3 separate regions of the Mus musculus genome follow, and all the other regions are linked to region 2. A link is a contact called in public HiChIP or PLAC-seq and promoter capture Hi-C data. All regions are on one chromosome and are shown on one strand. Each heading gives the region's core, a stretch centred on a gene start, on an enhancer-like site or on the middle of the called end of the contact. The rest is flanking DNA. Distances are from core to core; before and after follow the strand shown.

Region 1 (2,700 bases), core at 134-2,633, 590 kb after region 2:
GAACATTGGAAGAAGGAAGATTCTCTCTTCTTCTGCTTGCCTTGTGGAACTGAGAAACTGCTAGATCCTTGGGCTTCCATTCACAACTGCTGCTGACCACTGTTGGGCAGTTGGACTACAGACTGTAAGTCATCAACAAATTTGCTTAGTATATAGAGACTACCCATAAGTTCTGTGACTCTAGAGAACCCTGACTAAAACAACCATTGTTTTTTGGTTTTTGTTTTTGTAATAAATATCAAGTTATACAAGAGCAGAGATGGGGCTGAAGAGATGGCTTAGTGGTTACGTGTACTGACTGCTCTTCCAAAGGTCCTGAGTTCAATTCTCAGCAACCATATGGTGGATCACAACCATCTGCAATGTGATCTGACACCCTCTTCTGGTGTGTCTGAAGACAACTACAGTGTACTCATATACATAAAATATAAATAAATCTTAAAAACAACAACAAAAAAAGAGAACAGAGACAAGGCTAGCCTCCCCCTCCCCCAGGCAGCTTCAGTGTCTTATATAGTACCCACCACAAATAGTGCTCAGATAATATGTCTAAGGAGGAAAACTCTTTTGTGACACATGACTTTCTATACTAAATTTCATTCTGGCCATATGACTATTCTTCTTTCCAGGAGCCCCAACCCATCAAAGCTGTAGGGACCCTTAGCTAAGGAAACTGGTACCCAGAGAGGGAATGCATGTTTTCTAGGGTAACACAGGAGCTTAGTTCGATGCACTTGAGGCCAAAGCTCAAGTGTCCTCACTGCAGTGGCCCCTGGACTCAGGTGACTCCAGTTTCCTTCACTGCTGCTAAGAAGTTCACATCTGTCCCTCTGCAGCCTGTAACCTCCTCCTAGTCCCAGACTGGCCTAGTACACCTTGTTTCAATTTGCCAGGCCTTCAGAACCAGTGCAGGCTAAGGAGGCACAGCTCCCTCCAGCCCACGCCTATTACTAATCCTGTCTTGCCCTCTTTGGCATATGTCTTTGTGTGTAGGAATAGAGCCTGGGCCCTTGAGTTCCTTGTTAAAAAACAAAACAAAACAAAACAAAAATGTGTCTCTATAATAATATTTTCAGACTATGAATAAGCACAATGGTCCTTGATCTTGTTCTAAAATCATTACTAGTTTCATTTCTAAAATGCTTTCTCTGAAACAGTAAGATAGTATAAGGCGAGGACAAACAAAGCACTCTAGGAGGAGTTGAACGGACCCACAGGGCTAGAGCTTCAGTTTTCAGTAGGAAAGGCAGACATTCCCTTTTCTTGCTAAATCCTGGTAGAGAAATGCGTGCCTCTCCCTAGATTGTAAGCCTCCGGGACCAAGAGAAGGTGGGTCTTGTTGTCTTGGCAACTAGCGAGGTTGGGCTGAGCGGCGACTGTAGCAGCCAATAGATGCTGAAGGGGTGGAGCCTGCTGATCAGTGGCGGCTGCGGCTGAGCTTGCAGGTTGGTAGACTCGGCATTGGGGGAGGGGTACGGGGGTCGCAGGGACACTGGGGGTTCACAGCCACCCCAAATCCTTAGGCAGGGTGTGCAGTACTCTTGGCGGTCGGAATCGGGGCTTCTGGTTGGGCCTGAGCGGCGCCACCAGGGCGGTGGAGGCAGAGATGGCGGAGGGCGGTGGGAGGAGAGGTGAGGGTCGGAACGCGGCCTGGTGACAGGATCTGGGGGCTCCGGGCGGCTGTAACCTCAGAAAACTCCCTCTGCTAGTGCACAGATAGCTTTTGAGAGCTGGGCTTGGTGAGGAGAGGGAAAGGTTTAGAAGGCCAGGAATCCTGGAACTCAGCCCTCTTCCCTCGTCTGGCAAAGCTGAAAAGGGGCCGAGGGTGCTGCCTCTGTTGTGACCACTATCCCTTTTTCCGACTCCATGTTTCTTTTTATCCCCCCAGGCATCTAGTCTTGCTGGCTCAGCAAGCCCGATAAGCATGAAGCTGCTGTGTTTGGTGGCTGTGGTGGGGTGCTTGCTGGTGCCCCCAGCTCAAGCCAACAAGGTGAGGGAAGTGGGCCAGCGGCACCTTGTTCCTGGGCTGCCGCCGAGGTAGCCGAAACGCCACCCTGACCCCTCCCCCACCCGAGAACCCTACTTGGGGGCGGGGACCTTACCTGGGACAAGCTGCTGGCCTTCCTAAGGGTGTAGGGAGCACGGGGTTCAGAGCCTACCGCACAGGGTCCGGACCAAACTAGCCCTAGGTAGACTTCTCCGCAAGCAAGAAAGTTTAAGAAAAGTTACCCAAGTTCTCTGTATCTTCCTTTGCCCCAAGTAAAAACAGCTGTGGTCGAATCTCCTGCTCAATTTGATAGTCAAATCATGTAATGTTGTAAAATGCTCTGAGTGTAAAGGCATGCACAGATGGGAGCTTTTTGGCTTCAAAGCTAACCCAGCTGCACTGTGGACTCCAGAGGCTGCTCTCATTCCTTCCGGGTGGGAGACCCGCAGCTAGGTTTAGATGATGTACGCGGCTCTAGGCTGTCCGCTTTCGATTCTGACTCTCCCTGAGACACTGAAATAACATTGAGTATTAGGGCTTGCGTGCTTCTTTGCTCTTCAAGGAATTCCTGACGGGAGTCTTCCCGTGATAATGTCCCAGTTTTCTTTATTCATCCCTTTCCCCTTTCTAACCTAAGGAGTTAAGACAGAATTGAAGGGGAATCTGGCCACCTAGCTCACCAGACACAATTGTAGGCCCCAGGGTTGAAAAAG
Region 2 (2,700 bases), core at 132-2,631:
TTCACGGTTCCCTCTCTTAAGAGTCTGGTAATGTTATAAAACTACACCTGGCCTTTCAAAATAGTCTCTAACCTATTAAATCCCAATAGTCCCAACAGAAGGAAACTTGCCTTCAATAGTTGGTCATATTAGAGGATATAAAAACTAAATTCAAGGGAGGTTCCCCCACCACATCCACTTCTTTTCAATAAAAAGTCCTGCAGGAGTATTAACTCAAGGCTTTGAGGGTGGTTGGTCAAATATGGAAACAATCTCCCATATTTCTGAGGAAGCCTAAGTTTAAGGAGCAGTGGAAATATTCCCTTGAGCTTGGGGATTCCGAGGATCTGGAATTCCGAATCAGGTACGTTTCTTACATAAAGACCAAGGAGACTTGACCCTTTTTTCTGTTCTTTGTGAAAACAGGCCCGCTGAAAGCCCACTAAACAGGAAATTAAAAGAAAACGTCAAGCTAATAGTTTCTTCTCTAACACGTTAAAGAACATAACGGGAGGATGAGAACAAAGAATCTAAAACAAAGGAAGATCGGTTCCTGTACATAGAAATGCACAGTAATTTAATAATTGCCATTAAGTCTTTAAAAAACAAAAAACAAACGGGAAGCATGGTCGGAAAGTGAAGCGTCGTATGCATCGGATTGAGTTGATTTCTAGGAAAACGTGATGTGTCTGAACAACCAGCCAGATTTAAAACTCTGATGCTGAAACTTGTTCGATGGTGGCCGCCTCCTTAAGGGCCTTACTTCTGGCTCTTCTCTAGCTCCCTTCCCTGATCCCACTACAACAGAGCTGGTGAAGAAAACGGCAAAAAGACCTTGTCTTGGGCTCAGAGATCATCTAGATTGCGCGACACCGCCAGCACCACGTCGAACTTCATTTCTGTCCTCGGCAGAACCCCGCCACTATCTATCTATCTTTTCAAGTCTTCCCCCACCCCATCCCCGCTAAGGCTCCACCTCCCCCGACCCTTTCCTTTCAGACGCGCCACCCTTCTTCTAGGACTTTCCCAGCCACCAGCGGCACCCCCACCCCCACGTTTCCTAATCCACTCCTGACGCCCACCTCTCCGCTGGCTCAAGATCCCCAAATCCCTACGGTCAGCGGACTGTGCGGCCGGCCCTGGTCCGAACCATCCTCGTGACGGTCCCGCCTCACTCACCCTCTGTCACCTCCAGCACCTTAATCTGCTCCTCTGCAGCCGCCCGCACCTCCTGCACCGGGGACAGGATTCCGGTGAGGGTATCCACCAACGCCTCCTTCAATCCCTGTGCCACTGGACCCGGCAGCCCAGAAGCCGCACCAGCTGCCGCCGCTGCCGCCATCTTTCCTCCCCTCAGCCCGCCAGCCCCGCGGCCGGGACCCGCCACCGAATGACGGCTCCCGCGTACGGCCAATCCGCGAAGCCGCGCCTGCGCACCTAAGTACGCGGGAGCGGGCGGGGGGCGGGGATAGAGCGCAGCCTCGGGAGACAGCGCCTTCTGCTGCCGGAACCGAACCGCGATTCGCGGGCCAGGAAAGCTTTGGGCGTCTATGCACACACAGAATTCTCATAACGGTTTGTAGTCCTGAAGTCGCACGCGCTGTTAGAAAACGCGCTTGGAATAAAGGCGCGTAACCTTTGATGGCAAGGCCCTGATGGCAAGGGAGCAAGAAAGCTAATCCCGAGGGCGTGAGCACAGAAGGCCCTGCACCTTGTCTGCTGTGGATTGTAGTGGGATTGTAGATGCCCTCCCTCGCCTCGCCCATCACCGCTCTCTACCTGCATGATTCTAGGCCCAGATTTAAGATGAGTTAGGACAGAGGTCGGGCCTTAAGGAAGGGGGTCAGAATAGCATCTTTTTAAAACTAACACCCCTCCCCTCAACTAAAAACAGCAGTTATTCAGTTGGCTCCGTTTACAGTTTAGCTTTAGAGATCCTAAGATGCTGGGGAGCGGACAGGGAAAAGGAGACACGCAGAAAAACTGAAGTGAAATTGGCAGTGGGGAGTGGTTGCTTTAGAAAAATCCAGTCTTCTAGCTTTTTAGCTTAGATGAACCCAATGTCAAAAAGGGCTGTCCAGGGGAGACTACCTACAGGCGAAGGAGCATTTTTCTAGAATGATTTTTTTAAAAAAAATATTATCTACCTATTTGTCGTTATCTTGTTTTGAGACAAGGTCATATGTGGCCCAGACTAGCCTCAAACTTGCTCTGTAGCCCACACTGGCCTTGAACTCCCTTATCTTGATCTTTCTGTTTTCACCTCCCCCATTGCAGAGATTGCAGGTATGTGCCACCACACATGGCTCTAGAGTGATTCTATGAGTGTGACTACTATGAGTGAATCCTGCAAATATATAGCATTACTTAATTTTTTAAAAAGTGTTGGGGGAGGCCGGATGAAAGACACCCAAGCACCTGCCGTGGCTACCACTACGATGGATGAATGTGTGATGGGGAGATGGGAAAGATGGGGAGTGTGGTGGAGATGGAGGAGGAAACCAAGCTGAAGGGTTCATATACTGTGGAGAAAGGTGGAACTAGGGACTTGAAGGCAGTGAAGAATAGGGGGATATGAGGAGGCCATGCTGAGGTCCTGGCTCCAGCTGCCCCCAAGGGCCATGTCTGGGTTCCTGGTCCTGCTGCAGCTGGAGTTGCAGTCTGTGTCAATGTCTGGCACCTGAATTAGCATCAAAGGCAAAGTGGATGTCAGTGGTCTGG
Region 3 (2,700 bases), core at 16-2,515, 990 kb after region 2:
GAACAGTATCCCATTTATCTGACCAGTAAAGTTAATTTCTATAGTACATTTCAGTGAATCATAGAAAAAAAAGTTAATAGAGGAAATACTGGGGCTGGAGAGGTGGCTCAGCGGTTAGGAGCACTGACTGCTCTTCCAGAGGTCCTGAGTCCAAATCCCAGCAACCACATGGTGTCTCACAACCATCTGTAATGAGATCTGACGCCCTCTTCTGGTGTGTCTGAAGACTGCTACAGTGCACTCATATAAATAAAATAAATCTTTTTTTTAAAGCAAATACTGGAAGGCTACACATACATAAATATATATGGTATGCATTATTTTTATAACGCTCAAAAGGTAAACAAAACATTGTCAGCCAAATGTATCTACCAAAAATGGCAAGCTGAACACACACCCACACACCATAACGAAGCAAGTAGAATCCGATACAGAAATGCTTTAGCGTTTATTAATTTACTAATGCCAACATAAAAGTCAGAGTTTTGTTTTATTAGTATTTTCACACTTAACGTAGCTGGTAAATTAATTTTGTATGCATCAAATATTGGGTCGAAATGTATCTTTCAAAAAAAAATAACACCCAAAACCTCACCTCTATTTCCCTGCTTCTCCTGTCCAACTTCCTCCCCACCCCAACAGAAGTGCAAGTCCTGGGACCTGTCAGGCTGTTCCAGAAGTTGGCAAAGTGAAGGCCACCCGTTGGAACTAGGGAGACTTTGAAGGTTGGTTTTAGTTTTGGTTTACACAGCGCGGGGCGGAGTGCTGCATCTATGAATATTTGGCATATTAACTACGCCATATCAAGTTGCTCGGATTCTCGAGTTATTCTCAGTATCTGACAGGAGGTTTTCCTGGCCCACTCAAACTTCCCACTTTCTAAGCGTGGAGGGCCCCGCCCTTCCTGGCAATCCTTTCTCACCAGCCTACTCCATGCTAGAGCCTTCCAAAAGGATTCCCACATCTGCCCGCTACCCTGTGCACCGCCCTCCGCAGCGCGTCACCGCGAGGGCGTGGCCAGATGAAGCTCCGCCTCCCGCTGTGCGCAGGCGCGGGGCCCTCAAACCCTGGCTGGGATTGCGGAGCTTCCCGGCTACTCGGCCGGAAACTCGGCCCTGCGCCTGGACCGGAGCGGCCCGAGCGGGAACGGACGCGGCCCGGTCCGCGCGGGTGAGCGTGCGCCGCCCTGGCAGCTCGGGCCTCGGGCCTCCGGCTCCCGCTCCTGTGCTCCGGCGTAACCTGCGTGCTGGACGGCGGCTGCGGACTAAGTCACGCCGCTCGCCGGGGTCCTCGTGACGTGCGCGTGCCTGGAGCGCGGGCCCGCGGGCGGGTGGGGAGGGCGGGAATGCGCGGGATGCGGGCGTTGCCTGGAGCCGGAGGAGGAGGTTGTCGGCTCTGCCGCCCCGAGCGCCCCACCCATTCCCGCTCCTCAGAAGCTTCAGGCGGTTTGGGTGCCATGTTTTTTGTTGGTTTTTTTTTTTTTTAATAGAAAATGGGTACTAGCGATTTCTTAAGTTTTGTTTTGTTTTTGAGAAAATTAAGTTTATTTCATGGTCCCAAAATGTTAAACATTCTTTCCCCAATCACTAATTTGTTCTCCAGAGCAGGAATACTTGGTTTCTAACACTTAGGAATTGTTATTTGAATAAATAAACTTAATTCCTAGGTGGCTGGAGTTTTCATCTGCTTCTGTGTGTGTGTATATATCAGTGTTTTTCTTTGGAATGTGGAACTCAGACTCTCACTTGCTAGCAAAGCACTCTACCACTGAAGTACATTCCCAATCATTCAATATACATGTATCGATTATGCTACCTGATATGTATATCATGTAAATATATACATATATGAACTTAGGGTTGCAGTGACCTACTTTCCCAGGTTGTGAAGATTAGCAAAAAACGACGGAGAATGAGCACTCTTATGTATATAAATATAATTGCATTTTCCCCTTTTGAACTGTTGTTTTGATTTTTTTAAGATTCTTAATTGTGAAGTATCTTCTTGTGTGAAAATGCAATTGAAGGATATGCTGTAGAATTTCTATAATACCTGCTCCATAATAGTACAAGTGATGGGTCAACAGAAACAGGTGGCGTGCACAGCAAGGTTGTGGGGAACCGTAGGCAGTGTTTCATAGGGCAGTGTCTGAGGAAAAAGACTGTATCCCTTCCCCCAGAGGAAATTGATAAGTGGAAGTTGGCTTAAGTAGGGACATGACGGCTTCACTATTGCCCTGAGTAAAATTCTCTGACACAACATCGTATGGGCTAACATGGGAGCTTAATTGAGGGTAAAATATATCTCATGGTGCAATTTCCTCAACAGAATGTTGAAGAATGTTTGTTCCAAGATCTTTGAAAATCAAGAGGAGTTCTAATGATGACCTCAAAAGCGGTGAAGCTAAAAAAAGCAAGCCAGAAGCAGGAGGCCTTCAGGTGGAGGGAGACAGAGATACTCCGGTCCACACATCAGTCACTGAGGAAGCTGTCACAGCAGACAAGCCCGGCCATGCATCAAGCACCAACAGTCCTTCTTGCCAGTTGGCTGAGGTTTCTTCCACAGGACCTGATGAGGGTGTGAAGGACAGCCACCCATCTGAAGAGCCTGTAAAGTCGTTTTCTAAAACCCAGCGGTGGCCAGAGCCTGGGGAGCCTGTATGTGTCGTCTGCGGTCGTTATGGAGAGTATATCTGTGACA

The links. Promoter capture Hi-C pulls out the DNA fragments that hold promoters and counts their contacts. HiChIP or PLAC-seq counts read pairs in DNA pulled down with a chosen protein or histone mark.
Region 1: an H3K4me3 HiChIP or PLAC-seq map of the 230-238 cell line shows a contact between it and region 2, with 9 read pairs. The contact joins the promoter of Tmem9 here to the promoter of Ipo9 in region 2.
Region 3: a promoter capture Hi-C map of stem cell-derived epiblast-like cells shows a contact between it and region 2, with 2.9 times the contacts expected there. The contact joins the promoter of 9230116N13Rik here to the promoter of Ipo9 in region 2. A contact is called at or near these places in 1 of 39 promoter capture datasets (stem cell-derived epiblast-like cells), 1 of 484 Hi-C or Micro-C datasets (CD4 T cells) and 1 of 115 datasets of contacts at active chromatin or transcription factors (bone marrow-derived macrophages).

What each region holds. Positions count from the first base shown.
Region 1 is chr1:136,016,618-136,019,317 of GRCm38.p6, forward strand. Tmem9 (transmembrane protein 9) reads left to right here and starts at 1,384. Exons shown (of 6, transcript NM_025439.3): 1 at 1,384-1,445; 2 at 1,889-1,990. The coding sequence starts at 1,925. It also overlaps a transcript of Igfn1 not described here.
Region 2 is chr1:135,429,110-135,431,809 of GRCm38.p6, forward strand. It overlaps Ipo9 (importin 9), which reads right to left and starts at 1,382. Exons shown (of 24, transcript NM_153774.1): 1 at 1,159-1,382. The coding sequence starts at 1,321.
Region 3 is chr1:136,414,254-136,416,953 of GRCm38.p6, forward strand. It overlaps 9230116N13Rik (RIKEN cDNA 9230116N13 gene), which reads right to left and starts at 1,266. Exons shown (of 3, transcript NR_024328.1): 1 at 596-1,266. Ddx59 (DEAD box helicase 59) reads left to right here and starts at 1,018. Exons shown (of 8, transcript NM_026500.3): 1 at 1,018-1,170; 2 at 2,329-2,700. The coding sequence starts at 2,340.